Linked DNA regions of Mus musculus: region 2 is linked to region 1. A link is a contact called in public promoter capture Hi-C data. All regions are on one chromosome and are shown on one strand. The core of a region is the stretch at or near the end of the contact, and the rest is flanking DNA. Distances in the headings are between cores, read along the strand shown.

What was found. Promoter capture Hi-C pulls out the DNA fragments that hold promoters and counts their contacts.
Region 2: a contact with region 1 is called in a promoter capture Hi-C map of erythroid cells, with 17 times the contacts expected there. The contact joins the promoter of Pias1 here to the promoter of Senp8 in region 1. A contact is called at or near these places in 2 of 39 promoter capture datasets (erythroid cells and pre-B cells).

The regions. Positions count from the first base shown.
Region 1 is chr9:59,749,248-59,751,947 of GRCm38.p6, reverse strand. It overlaps Senp8 (SUMO/sentrin specific peptidase 8), which reads left to right and starts at 1,299. Exons shown (of 2, transcript NM_027838.3): 1 at 1,299-1,370. It overlaps Myo9a (myosin IXa), which reads right to left and starts at 774. Exons shown (of 44, transcript NM_173018.2): 1 at 603-774.
Region 2 is chr9:62,979,516-62,982,215 of GRCm38.p6, reverse strand. It overlaps Pias1 (protein inhibitor of activated STAT 1), which reads left to right and starts at 1,337. Exons shown (of 14, transcript NM_019663.3): 1 at 1,337-1,368. The coding sequence starts at 1,345. Gm35574 (a long non-coding RNA gene) reads right to left here and starts at 1,702. Exons shown (of 6, transcript XR_379535.2): 1 at 1,689-1,702.

The DNA of each region.
Region 1 (2,700 bases), core at 50-2,549:
GGGGGGGGGGGGTGTGAGGGGGCGATCCAGCACTCTGATGGTGATTTGAAGGGCTAACCGGAGACCTACTAGGTAAGAGCATCATGACATTGGGCTATCTGAAAGCTCGTATGGGTAGGGGGAAAACCTAGCAAACCTGACTGGAAGTAAGCTGCGTGAGGGTCCCTATGAAAGCTCGGGTAGCGATGACTCGTAGGATACCCAAAGATCTGGGACGTAGCAATGCATTAGGAAGCAGTAGTGGCCTTGGTTCCCAGACAAGGATCCGCTCCGACATAACGGTGTCTAGAGGTTCCAGTCAGAGTCCTAAAGAGGGTCTAAAGAGGTTCTAGCAGGAGGTGGAAGGGGGCCAGTGACAGAAGCGCCGCGGCTACTGGTGGACAGAATGGTGTCTGGTCAATGAAAGGTACGGGAGAGTCGAGTCTGGGGGTGGAATCCCGGCGGTACTCCGGCGATTGCTAGGCTTTAGGGGCAGAGCTGCTGGCGGGGCGTCTCCGCCGGGGCGGGGCGGGGCAGCCCTCCGGGAGCCAAAGAGCCGAGCGGGAGACGTGGGCCGGGCCAGGCCAGGCGGCAGGGCCGCTGGGTGCTGGGGCGGGTCTTACCTCTGGCTGCGCCGCGGTGGCCACCACAGCCCCTTCCTCTTCGGCGGTAGCCGCTTCCCCAGCTCGGTTTCCAGGGTCAGAAGGAGAAAGCAGAGGCCGAGGCCGCCGGGGGGTAGGAGGGTTCCGCGAGGGTGGGCCCAGTCGCCTCAGGGTCCGAGAGAGCGGCGGCCGCGCATCCCCCGCCCTGTCAGAGAGACTCCGCCCGGACTGGGCAGGCACATCCCCCGCCGCACCCCGCCCAGAGAGCACGCGTTGGAAGCTAAACCGCGGTCCCTGCTTTTGCCCGGGGACCGGTATCTCCGCCGCAGTCCCTCCCCGTCCTGCCAGGACTTTCCGACGGCCACCGCCAACTGCCTCTGCGTCCCCAGTCCTCTCAGGCCTGCGCGCCCCCGACCCCGCTCACGCGGCCCCGCCCCGCGCGGCTCTCCAGCAGCAGCCGAGCAGGCGCGCGCGCACTTACCTCCCACGCCCCCTGCTGCCAAGCCCCGGACAGCCCCGCCCGGCCCCGCCTCCGCACGTGACGCTGCTGGAGCGGGCTGCCTGCGCTTGCGCGGACACGCCTATTTTCCACCCTCCGAATGGCCCCGCCTCCCCATTCCTTCTTCACTTTACGGCAGGGCTGAGACCTCCGTGTTAGATTCTCGATTACTACATAAAAACGTCGTAAGGTTGGAAAGGCAAACTCTGGGATTACGACCTTAAGTCTCACTTTCCGGCCAGTACAGAGCTCCCTGAAGGCTGGTTGGGTTGGTGAGGCCTGAGGAATAGGTAAGACGCCTCCTCCCTACTTAGGTTTGTCTCAGTTTTTGGAAGCAGTGGATCGCTTTGCGCTCCACGCAGACTCTAGTGTGTCCGAGCCCCTTCCTCATTCTGCAGCTGGATTCTCAGCGCCGCCCCTTTTCCACACACGCACGCCCCTCCCCCCACTTGTTCCCGCCCCCGTGGCCAAGTATTTCTTTCCATTCATTCCACAGACTTTTCACTGAGTTGTTTCTATGCTGTAAAATCCAGAATATTAGAAGAAAATGAAAAAATATCCGCTCTTTTGAAGTGCTGTGATGTAGGAAACAAAGAATCCGCAATGGTAACACAGTAAAATAACACGGGATGAGCTGAACACAAACGGGGGAGTGGGGGGGGGGGGGTCCTTGATTGCAGAAGAGGACTTTTCCCAAATGACTTTCAGGCCTGTGGAGAACTCGTGTTAAAACCTTGGTGGACCGAAACTGGCCAGAAAGAAAATGGGAGTAGAGAAAGGCTAGTACAAAGGCATGTGACAAACAACCTAAGAGTAAAAAGCAAGAGGATTGGCATATACCTAGTAAAAACCGCGCAGGTAGACTTCCATTTGAAACAACTAGACTATGTGGCGAGTGAATTTAAGGCCAATCTTGATCACAAGGCGGGGGAAACTTAACTATAACAAGTGCAAGAAATAATCAGATGCAGGTGCAAAGGCTGTTTTTGAAGATGGCTGATTGCCTGGGATGGCTGGCCTGTTAGCTCCTGAAAGAATAAGGCAGCTAGATCTCCAAGTGGGAAGCCAGTCTGAGCCAATTTTAAAAAAAAAAAAAAAAAAAAAAAAAAAAGCAGATATGGTAGTACACGCCGAGTTTCAGGCTAGCAGGGGATACATAGTGAAACCTTGCCTCAAAGAATAAAGTGAAGTTTAGCTCAGTGAGTAGAACAAGCACTAGATTCTGGGCTCTGGGTCAGTCCTGACTTGGGGAGGTCGGGGCGTGATGGGTGAGTGAAGGGTGAGCCATGGAACCTGAAAGTGAATGACTAAGGGTGAGGAGGGGTAGAGAAGAGAAAAACAGCAGGAGAACACGAGCTTGTCCGTCCATTAGAATCACCTAGGATGCTTTTTTTTTTTTCTTTTTTTAAGTAAAACTAATACCCCTCCAACAAACTATAGCTCACTAGATGACTAATGTTAAGGGTAGAGTCCAGCAAGCTACACAGGAGCGATGAGTGGTGTGAATAGACAAGAAGCTGAGGGAGTTGATTTCCAAACCTTAAAAGCAGGAATCCTTTGACGAGAAAGAATTGAAGATAAGATGAGAAGCTTTAGCAGAAGACTGAAAGAATTAAATGA
Region 2 (2,700 bases), core at 88-2,587, 3.2 Mb before region 1:
GCAATTGAGGTAAGCCCTGGGAACTGAGAGTGGGCTTCGAAAAGGTGTAGATGAGAGCTCAAGATAGGGCAGGCAGTGGAGCTGCCTCAGGATAGGTTTGGAGGTAATGCCACTGAAGAAATGGGAACAAGTACTTGTAGAAAAATGAAGTCTTGTTTGTGAATTTATTCAGTGAAGAAAGCGGAGAAATAGAGTACCCATTGAAGGTAATTTTGGATCCAGAGGAAGCATAAATTTAAGTAAGGAATTTTGGTTATGTTTATATGCTGATGAAAATGATTCCTTGAAGAAAGGGGGTTGGAACTATAAAGATACTGGAGTAAAACATGTGGGCATGTGGGAGTGAAATAATCCAGGTCACTGGTCAGGACCTGGCCTTCTTGAATTCAGAGTAACCCAAATGTTAAGAGGATTTTGATAGTAAAAAGTTGATCAGTTAAAAAAGGCTGGGGTTTTGAAGGAAGCTTTTAGTAGATAGGAGTAAGTCTAAATATCAATGTAGGTGAAGAAAACCCTTCTGGGATTAAGCACACCCCACCCCCCCCAATCCATTTTTCTCTTGGTGAGCCTTTTAATCTCTATGCTGTTCATCACCATTAGTAATTATATCTTAATAGTTCACAGATCTGTACCCCATGAGCGACAGGTCAGGGATCTTCTCTAATTTCTGACTACCCAGGGTGACGCGATGAATAAATGTCTTCAGAATTTGCCTTAGCTACTACTGTTAAATGCTGTTTAGGAGAGTCCCTTTTTCCCCTCAGAGCTTTTATTTCGGAAAAGATACCATGGGAATGATATATATATATATATATATATTTTTTTTTTTTTTTCTTTTTTGGCCTAACTGCCTCATCATGAGGATCTGCGTAAACCCAGAAACGCTTCGTCAAATTCTCCTTAGACAAAACTGACTAATTGGCTAGTTGTGATCGACCGGCAGCTGGGTAGGGTACAGGTGCAGAACGCATCTTGCGCATGGGGGCGCGCCGTGGCTTCAGTCAACTGGGGCTCAGAGGGCAGCCGAAGGATGAGACTGAGGCCAACACCTCCCCAGATGTGGCCTCTTCCCTGGGCGCTACTGGCTCGGCCAGTGTGGGGGCGGGGAGGCCGAGGGGGTAGTAACTGTCAAACTCCCGCTTGGCGCCATTATTTAAATAGTGCGTGTGGGTCTCGCAGCTGTGCGTGCCCGGGGCGGGGCAGCGAGCTCCTGGAGTGGGGCGGAGGCCAGGGGCGGAGCGGGAAGGCTGAGGGGCGGGGTGGAGGCGGAGTCAAGTCCGCTAGAGGGGAGGTTCCAGCGCGGCCCCCGGCGAGCTTCATTGCGCTTGCGCTGACAGACGCAAGATGGCGGACAGTGCGGAACTAAAGGTAAAGCGCAGCTCGAATTCACTTCTAATATTCGGCCGCGGAGACGGCGCCGCGGCTGCCGGGGGGATGGGTCGGACCCTGGGGGGCCCGCTCGGGCCGGGCTCCACCCGAGTCTGGAGTTGTAGGCGGGAGAGGCGCTCCGGGCCTTAGTGGAGGGGGCCTGGCTGCGGCGGGCCGTGGGCCCCGGGTGCCTCGGGGGCGCTGACGGGTCGTCCCCGGCGTGTTATTGTTGTGGGCGCCTCTGGCGGGGGTGGCGGGGCGAAGAGAGAGTGAGTCGGGACGTGGCGGCAGCGGCGGTCCCCGGGGCCTGGGTGCCTTACCTTGCAGCCCGCCTCCCCCCCCCCCCCCCATGGGCAGCCAGGGGGTGGGGGGGTGTAGGCTGCTCTGGGAAGAGGGGGATCGGGAAAACTGCCCCGCTGCCGCTTCCTCTTCCTCTTTCGCCGTCCCGGGCTCCTGTCAGGCGCAGCGCTCGGACCCCCGGGAACTTGGCTCCGGCCGCCCCGCCCCTCCGCGGCGCCCAGGCGCCCCCGCCTCGCTTGCCGCCGCTGCCCGCCCGCCTGTCAATGGGTGCCCGGCCAGAGGGAATGCGCGATCCCGGGGCAATCGGCTAGGGAATACGAGGGAGAAGCTCTTGGAAAGTTTAGCGAGCCCGGAGCCGGCGTTGGGGGTTCGGCTAAAGGGTTGCAGGGGGAGTCTGCCCGGGCGGGACGTTACTGTTTCTCTCTTGATTTCGGGCCACCGGGGAGGGTGTGTGTGTGGTGGTGGGGAGCAACCCATTGAAAGAGTGTGCTTTTGGGAGCGGTGGTGGGGATGCAGCCACCTCTCTGCACTCTTGCTGTCTCTGGTGTGGCAGATGAGAGCAGCCTTGGGGGTCTCTAAACACACCATGATGGCGATGCTATAGCTGATGGAGGTGAATGGTTCGTGTTTATATCCCCCGTTGCCTTTTGTTTGTTAGGGACATCTTGCTGGCCATGTTGATTTAAACGAAATTCTCCTCCCACCCACCCCCCATCCCACCCCAACCTCCAATAAATAGAACGTTCCATCGTTCCTCTCAACTGTACCAATTACTCATGCCTCGCGAAATTAGATGAAAGGGTGCCCCCTTTCCCCCGCTTTTTCTCCCACCCCAATCTTTACCTGATGATGGCTCCTTTACTGAAGCACATATACCACTACACAAGCAGTTGGGGGAGGGCTGGTGGAACCCTTATGATTGGATTGTGACAAATGGGTCTCTGCTTGAATAATTCTGGTTTAGTAGCAGGCAGGCAGTTCTTAACTAACGCATATTATTTAGAGGCTCTGAACATGGTATTCCCTTCTCTG